Linked DNA regions of Mus musculus: region 1 is linked to region 2. The links are chromatin contacts, called in public promoter capture Hi-C maps. All regions are on one chromosome and are shown on one strand. The core of a region is the stretch at or near the end of the contact, and the rest is flanking DNA. Distances in the headings are between cores, read along the strand shown. Region 1 has its middle 21 kb from the start of D130051D11Rik. Region 2 holds the start of Ttc38 (tetratricopeptide repeat domain 38).

What was found. Promoter capture Hi-C pulls out the DNA fragments that hold promoters and counts their contacts.
Region 1: a promoter capture Hi-C map of liver shows a contact between it and region 2, with 4 times the contacts expected there. The contact joins the enhancer-like site here to the promoter of Ttc38 in region 2. A contact is called at or near these places in 16 of 39 promoter capture datasets (the 3T3-L1 cell line, 3T3-L1-derived adipocytes, the C10 cell line and 10 more), 1 of 15 datasets of contacts at CTCF or cohesin (large pre-B cells), 15 of 484 Hi-C or Micro-C datasets (the Ba/F3 cell line, ECoMG myeloid progenitors, the G1E-ER4 cell line and 4 more), 11 of 115 datasets of contacts at active chromatin or transcription factors (astrocytes, bone marrow-derived macrophages, embryonic limb bud and 4 more) and 3 of 9 other capture datasets (adipose tissue, embryonic stem cells and liver).

The regions. Positions count from the first base shown.
Region 1 is chr15:85,611,384-85,615,068 of GRCm38.p6, forward strand. No RefSeq gene overlaps it. Among named protein-coding and RNA genes, the nearest start is that of D130051D11Rik, 21 kb to the right of the region's middle. Within about 2 kb of position 1,753, at least 118 of the 459 cell types and tissues checked have an H3K27ac peak or open chromatin away from gene starts, as enhancers often do. A contact at or near this core is called in 3T3-L1-derived adipocytes, the G1E-ER4 cell line, adipose tissue and 6 more, where this site is marked.
Region 2 is chr15:85,829,990-85,833,666 of GRCm38.p6, forward strand. Ttc38 (tetratricopeptide repeat domain 38) reads left to right here and starts at 2,315. Exons shown (of 14, transcript NM_001033337.4): 1 at 2,315-2,430; 2 at 3,158-3,235. The coding sequence starts at 2,410.

The sequences.
Region 1 (3,685 bases), core at 503-3,002, 220 kb before region 2:
GCTTCTGGACTATGTGGGGACTGGGGACCTCATCACCAGTGCCGGGCCTGGCAGGCACAGGGCAGGAGTGAGGAATCAAGCCTCTTCAGTACTTTCCTGGCATACCGCAGCTTCTCTCTGTAGCTTTCTCTGCAGCTTCTCTCTCTCCCAGGATATAGAGCGGATAGTGGATAACCCAGCAGTCGTCCTCTGGGCGAGCATCCACCCAGCTCCTTAACAGAAGCTTAACAGTCAGAGAGACTCCTCAGACCCAAGAGGGTGAACCAGGAGGCTTTCCTTGTCCCTCAGAGTGTCAAACAGGAGTAGCTGTGGATTCTTTCTGGGGCTCTGAGTGTAGCCGGCCCCTCCCCCCTCAGGCCTTAGTTTCCCCTTGGTTGAGGCTACAGGCTCAGCCCAGGACTAGGATAGTCTCAGCTCAAGGCTGGGTGACGAATGAAGGTCTGGAGTCTAGGGCCTGGTCTTCCTTTCAGCCACCAAAAAGGGCTCATTTTGTGCCTTGGGCAGGTCGCCCAGGCAAGGAGGCCACTGGCGGCCATTCTCCAGGACCTCCTCCCGTCTGCAAGAAGCATTACCTCATCGGGAAGCCATTCCGGAAAAGAGCTGCAAGAGTTCCATGAGTGGGGATGAAGAGGGCTTTCCAAGAGCCTCCTGGCCACCCAGGAGCCCAGCCAGGGTGGACAGCACATCCCAGTTTCTGTCCAGTGACCGCTACAGGGAGGTGACAAGACTGAATTGGACTGAGCAGATAGGAGGAACGGTCCTGCCTGAAGCCAGCAGCTTCCGGGAGGGCAGAGCAGATATTTCAAGAGCTGGAACAAAATGGCCAGACGTGAGGGAGGCCGGAGAAATGAAGGGCAGAGTTGCCAAGCCCTGACCCTCTCCAGCCCATGTCCCCTCCTGCAAAATACAGAAGCATTAGGCACACTGAGATGTACCCTGCTGTCAAATGGCACCCGTCCAGAAGCATTGGGCTTCTCGATGACTTGATCAGCCACATGATCGGGAAACTGTAAGGACAGCTTGGGGTGGGGGGATGCACTAAAGGTGACCAGGAGAGCTCCCTAGCCGTTGACCCAGTGACAGTATTAGAGAGCACTCTTGGAGCCTTGATTTTCTCATCTGGAGAATGGAGCAATTAAGCTTCCCGTCCAAAAGACGTCTGAGAACACAGGCACTGACAAACTGGTGCTTTTGGGGCCACATCGGTGGGTCCTCCCCTGCCTGGGCCAGGGGACCCCTCCTAAGATGAGCACACACTTCTCACCTTGCCCCAGAGGGAGTGAAACGCTGTCCTCCAACTCCACCCACCCAACCACAGAGTTGCCCGGGCTCACTATCTTTTCCCAAATCCTACCTGGAGAATATCCATGCACCCTGAAAATAAATAGAGAAGAAACTGGCCCTGTCCGGATTACACTGAGACCCATTGAGGGAGCCTGTGGACACAGGTCCAAGGTCAGGCCCATCACATGCGGAGCTGTTCTGGCTACTTATTAGAGAAAAACCTAGGACACACCAGCAGGCAGGAAGTGTCGTTGGGGACAAGAATTAGATGTTTTGAGCCTGGGGCGTCAGACTGATCTTATTGAATGATTGGAGATTCCAAAAGGACAGGAGAAAACCAGAGGCTGGGCAGAAGGCTTTTTGTTTGTTTGTTTCATTGATTGATTTTTGTCTGCATTTATATCTGTGCATCATGGATGTGCAGTGTCCATAGTGACCAGAAGAGGGCACCAGATACCCTGGAACTGAGGCAAAGGCAATTGTGAGCTAGCACATAGGGGCTGAGAATTGAACCTGGGTCCTCTGGAACAACTCGTAACTGTCGCTCCATCTCTCCAGCCCCCCAGCAGTTTTAAGACAGCTGAGGAGCTCTTGAGGGAGCCCACACCCTTCCTCCTGTGCACAGAAAGTCCTGCCAGAGCAGGGCAGAGGTGCTAGGTAAAGGGCTTCCCTGCAGGCAGCAAGCAGACAACCGCCTGGGTGTTAAGGATGGCCGAGCTGACCCCAGGATCTGTGTGACCCCAGGGCCCCTGAAACCCTTGGCTGTCTCTGCACCCAGCCTAGCTAGTGAGGGGGCGGGACAGGGGCAGCTGGTACAGGGCCAGTACAGCAGGAGGTCTGAAGAGACTGAGAAAGCAACTGGGCAGAGAGCGGGGCTGGGCAAGACAGGTGGCCTGTGCTGTTTCCATGGCTCCCGGGCTCTGCCTGCCCAGCTCAGCCTGGGAAAAACAAGCTGGGCACAGAGCAAACAGTGCCTGTGGCCACTAGGACAAAGGCAGGGCTGTTTAGGTGCTTGCGGCAGCCAAAGGGCCTCCTTGGCGGAACATCGGTTTAGACTAGGCCAGTCAGGGTTGAGCTGCCACACCCTGCAGTGTCCGGGCTCTTAACCTCTGGGGTGCAAGCTGGTACTGTGGCTGGAGGCTGGAGGAGGGGGGAAGGAAGAGGGTCAGCAGCACCCTAGATATGTACTCTGGCATCATGGTCTCTCATCTGGGTTTTCAGGGCACTAAGAACAGCAGGATGCCCGTCTAAGTCCCTGGGCAAGCAGCCCCACAGCAACCCAAGAGTCCCTCCACCACCCCCAGGGGCGTCGCAGAGAGTGTGGGAAATGCACTTTTTGCTGCCACTGGGACAGATGCAGCTTTGGCCACAAGCCAACTGAGCTGGAAGTGCCAGCCAGAGTGCTAGAGAACAGGCCTGACCCTGAGCTGGAAGGAAGCACCCTTCGCCAAGACAGCACTCCCAACATCCTGTAGTACTGTACCCCGGCTGCCCTCAGATAGACATTCTGCACTGGCTAGAGCGCCATTCTTCTGACGGCTTGAATCCCCTCCCACAAGAGAGCCCAGCTTGTATGTGGACACCTGTGCTTCGGGGGCCAGCTTGTAGGAAGACGGGGACAAGTAGGGACTCATTCACAGAAGGGTCTCAGCAGCAGGCTGGTTTATGAGTAACTAAGGCCTTCCTGGGATACAGAGAGGCTGACCCTATGTCATCTCATTTCAGCAGGGAACATGTAGCCAAATGACACTCAGGCCAGTTGAGTGTGGAAGATATACAAAGGGTTAGGGACTGGACTGGGCCCTTTTAAAAAGGGGTCTATATTTGAGGAGCAAGGGGGCATCAGACAGCAGCCCTCGGAGTTCACAGGCCCCACAGAAGACCCTTTCTGCCCCTGGCTTGTGCCCCCACAGGCTCCAAGATTCAAGAACTTCTGGCACCTTCCTCACTCGAGGCTAGACTACCTTCTAGCAGGATCGCTGCAGCTGCCACTGGTGCTCTTATAACCCCAGTCCTAGTGTGACCGAGAAAGCCAATGCTTAATGATTTGCTGCGTGGAGATATGGCCTGCGATTGGAACCGGGGCCAGGAGCAGAAGGATGGATGCTGGGGTGGACACTGTAGAACGAACCTTCCATGATGACCCAGAGTTGTCTTCAGCCTGCCAGAGTGAACCCTAGTCACATCAGTCACTGGGCAGGTCTGATACAGGGACCATGGCCTGGTGCCTAGGCCAGCTTCTGCAGCCAGAGGCCCACCCGGCAGTGTCCAGTCAGGACAAGGGTTGGGAGGCTCACGGTCTTCTGCTGGGACTCTTCTTTCTGCCCAGGTCAGTCTAGGGTTTCCCCAGGTTGGGACTCACCTTTCCACCTGCCCAGTTGCTTTGGCCGCTAGATTTGTC
Region 2 (3,677 bases), core at 1,065-3,564:
AGGGTGGGTCAGACAAATACATGCAGGTGTGGATCAGAGGACAGCTTGCAGGGGGAATTAACTCAAAAGTCTTGGCAGCAATGCACCCTTCCCACCCAGCCACCTCCTCCGCCCCCCCCCCCCCAGCTTTTTGTCAATGTTGCTTTTTGTTGTTTAATTTTTAGTTACTTTGTTAGTGGGTTCTTAGTTCATTGGTCTCCTCATAATATCTCCTCTGGCTCAGGCTTCTCCTGGCTCAACTGTCACCAACTGTCTTCTCAGTGGGCTAGCCCAATTCACTTTCAAACTGTCTTACTATTTTCTCTTCTCCTCTCTCCGATCCTCTCCCCTCCTCTCCCCTCCCCTCCCCTGCCCTCCCCTCCCCTGCCCTCCCCTCCCCTCTTCTCTTCTCCAGTACAGTCTTCTTTCTTCCTGCATCAACTATCTTCTCTGACCTGTCTCTTCTGTCTCCTGGACCCTACTCCTACCTCTTCCCCAATCCTATTCTCTCTCCTCACCACTCTCTGCTGGCTTTTTATATCCTCTCCCATTCCCAGCAGTCCAAGAGCTAGATGGTCCATGGAGAGCCAAGGGTCATTTAAAGGGCCAGGCACGTAAAATACTGCATACTCTGCCCAGCCCCTTGGCTTCTTCGTGGCGTCTTGGGGCCGCCTGGTTATGCAGGAATGGAACGCTGATGATTTGAGTCCTGGATCACTCCGACTTCTCAGCCTCCAGATTCTTCTCCAAAATGATGGTCTTGGTTGACACCAGAGTGTGGGAAATAAGGGAACAGAGAATTCGACTGATTCGGGTGAAAAATTCAAGGGGACAGGACACAAAAAACTCATTCATCAAGACAGTGTCTTTACTGAAGTACTATTCACATAAAGCTACCCATTTAGAAGGGTAAAGCTACAAGATATTAAGTACAAACTCAATGGGTTTTTTGTTGTTGTTGTTTTGTTTTGTTTTGTTTTCGAGACAGGGTTTCTCTGTATAGCCCTGGCTGTCCTGGAACTCACTCTGTAGACCAGGCTGGACTCAGAAATCCACCTGCCTCTGTCTCCCAAGTGCTAGGATTAAAGGCATGCACCACCATGCCCAGCCAAACTCATTTTACAGTCAAATATCTTGTTACCCCAAAAGACAATCCTACTAGCACTGACTGTTACCACTCATCCTCTCCAACCCTGGCCTCCAGCCGCCTGCCTTCTGTCTCTATGGTTCTGGTATTCTGGATGTTTAACATATACCTGATGATGGTGATGATGGTGGTGGTGGTGATGATGAAGAGGAGGAGGAGGATGTGTGTGTATTCTTTTGTGTCCGATTTCTTTTCTTTTTTTTTTTTTTTCTTTTTTTGAGACAGGGTTTCTCTGTGTAGCTCTGGCTGTCTTGGAACTCACTCTTAGACCAGGCTGGACTCAGAAATCCACCTGCCTCTACCTCCCAGTGCTAGGATTAAAGGCGTGCGCCACCACTGCCCGGCTTGTGTCTGATTTCTTTCACTTAGCGATAGCATTATGAATTTTCCAGCCTCTCCACCCTCACTGCCCAGCTGACTCCCACAAAATGTCTGGAAGCTCCTACAGAGAGGAAGGGGAGAGGGAGACTGTCCCAGGGCAGCAGAGAGTTTTGAGTGAAGCTTGTCAATGGCTTAGCCAAAAATTGAGCAGCGAGTGCCTGAGGCTGGGCAAGTGGAGGAAAGCTTCCTAGAACTTTCCAGTGACAGCCAGGCCTGGTGGGAGGGACAGGTCTGTAATGCTGACAGCTCGAGGCAAGCAGATTGAAAGTTCAAGACCTGCTTCGGCCACAAAGCTGATCTAAGATTGGCCTGAGCAATTAAGTGGGATCCTAATTCAAAACGGGGATGGGGGACGGGGGATGGGGTACAGCTCTTGACTAGATGCACGAGGCTCCAAGATTGGCCCAGAACTCCCATGCCTCCCTCTGGCCCAGTGAAGGAGACTGGGAGAGGCTGGACAGCAAGCACCCATGCCATCAGATGAGCAAGAAAGATCCTGGAATTTAAACCTAAGCTGGGCACCTCTACCCACGTGGGGTTCAGGAGTAGAGGCTGCAGCTGCCAGGCTAGTTTTGAGCACCTCACCTGGGAAATGCGACCGGTTATACCCTCCCATTCTCTTTACCCCCACCCATTCCTCCTCCCCTTCCTCCCACACCCACACCTACACCCACACCTCCCACATCCACCAGGGAACCTGTGGGTCGGAGAGATCTGACCCTGAGATGAGCTGCGCATGTGCGTCCCAAGCCACCAATGAGAGATCCGGATAGCGCGGCCGCCCTCGCTTCGCCCCGCTCCGCCCCCTTCCGCAATCAATAACACCCTCACTTCCCCAGACCCTCTCAGAGACTCCAAAAGCTTTGACCGGTGCTGTCACTCTGCAGACCAAAGCTATAATCATGTCACTGCGAGACTGCCAGGTACGCGCACCGGTTCGGCTGGGTCCTCCTCGGTCCGGGAGTTGACCCAGCGCCGAGCTGTTGAGATCAAACCTATAGGTCACCCGGAGTCAGGCAGGGAACCTGGACCTGAGCTCGCTGTGCATAGGCAGCCCAGGGTGGACTCCAAAGTGGTTCCCAGTCAAGTGCACCGGTGGAAGCTTGTGAACTGGGTTTGAATGCAGGAAACGGTTCATTGAAGCCACCCATTTGGGGGGCCCGGGTTTTGAACCCATTTTTTAGACCAGGAAGATGCTTGCCCCAGCCACCTGATTTCCAAGTCTTGGGGAAGTGCAGCCTTTTGCTTGCCAGGACTTAAGGGCATGTCCCACGCCCAAGGGTGATCCGGGCACTGTGCACCCTGACGGCTGTCAGGTCACCGAGGGCAGGCAGCCTTAGTAATCTGAAGGTTTTGCAACTGCAGGTTGCAATGGGAGAGGAGATGCTAGGCGTTGGCAGGTAGTACACCCCTTACTAGGCCTGTGACAAGCCAGACATCCTTCAAGTTACACATTTGAACTCTGACCTCCTCCACCAGGGGCCAGGCTTCCTACCGTTCCTGGTAATGACCCTCCTATTTGCTGTCTGCCTTCTGGCTGACCCTTGAACTCACCTCATTGGACCCTCTAAGGTATTTTACAGAGTAGTAAAACCAAGAGTTTGGGGGCCTCAGCCGAGGAAAACCTGGTGTCCCTTTCCTGTTGTGTAGGCGTGGAAGAATGCTGGGCTCCCACTCTCAACCACAAGCAATGAAGCCTGCAAGCTGTTCGATGCCACCTTGACTCAGGTATGCAGGCCCAAGAGACTCAGGGCCCCTTCTTGAACGGTTCTGAGGGGGGCTTTTGATTGGTGAATGGTCTGTAAACCCCACTGCAGAGAAGAGCTGACCTCTGCCACAGAGGTCCAACAATATGGGAAGCATCTCTGCCAGTCCCAGCTGCCTTGTCCCTAAGGTTCCCAGTTCAAGGGTGGACAGCAATGGATGCCCCAAGGGGGCCTGGAAATGTTGAGCTGCCACAAAGGCATGAGGTGTTCTGAAGCTTTTACCATGTTAGCTGGACCGGGGCTTCCCAGCCGTTCCCAGTCATTGCTACACTAGTGAAGTATTCTATAGTAAAAAGACTTGGGCACTTACAGGAGAGGGGCCAGGGTCTCAGCCGCTTTCTTACCAGATTGGATAAAGGAGACTCAGAGAACTGAACTGACGAGCCAAACGTTATACATCAGAG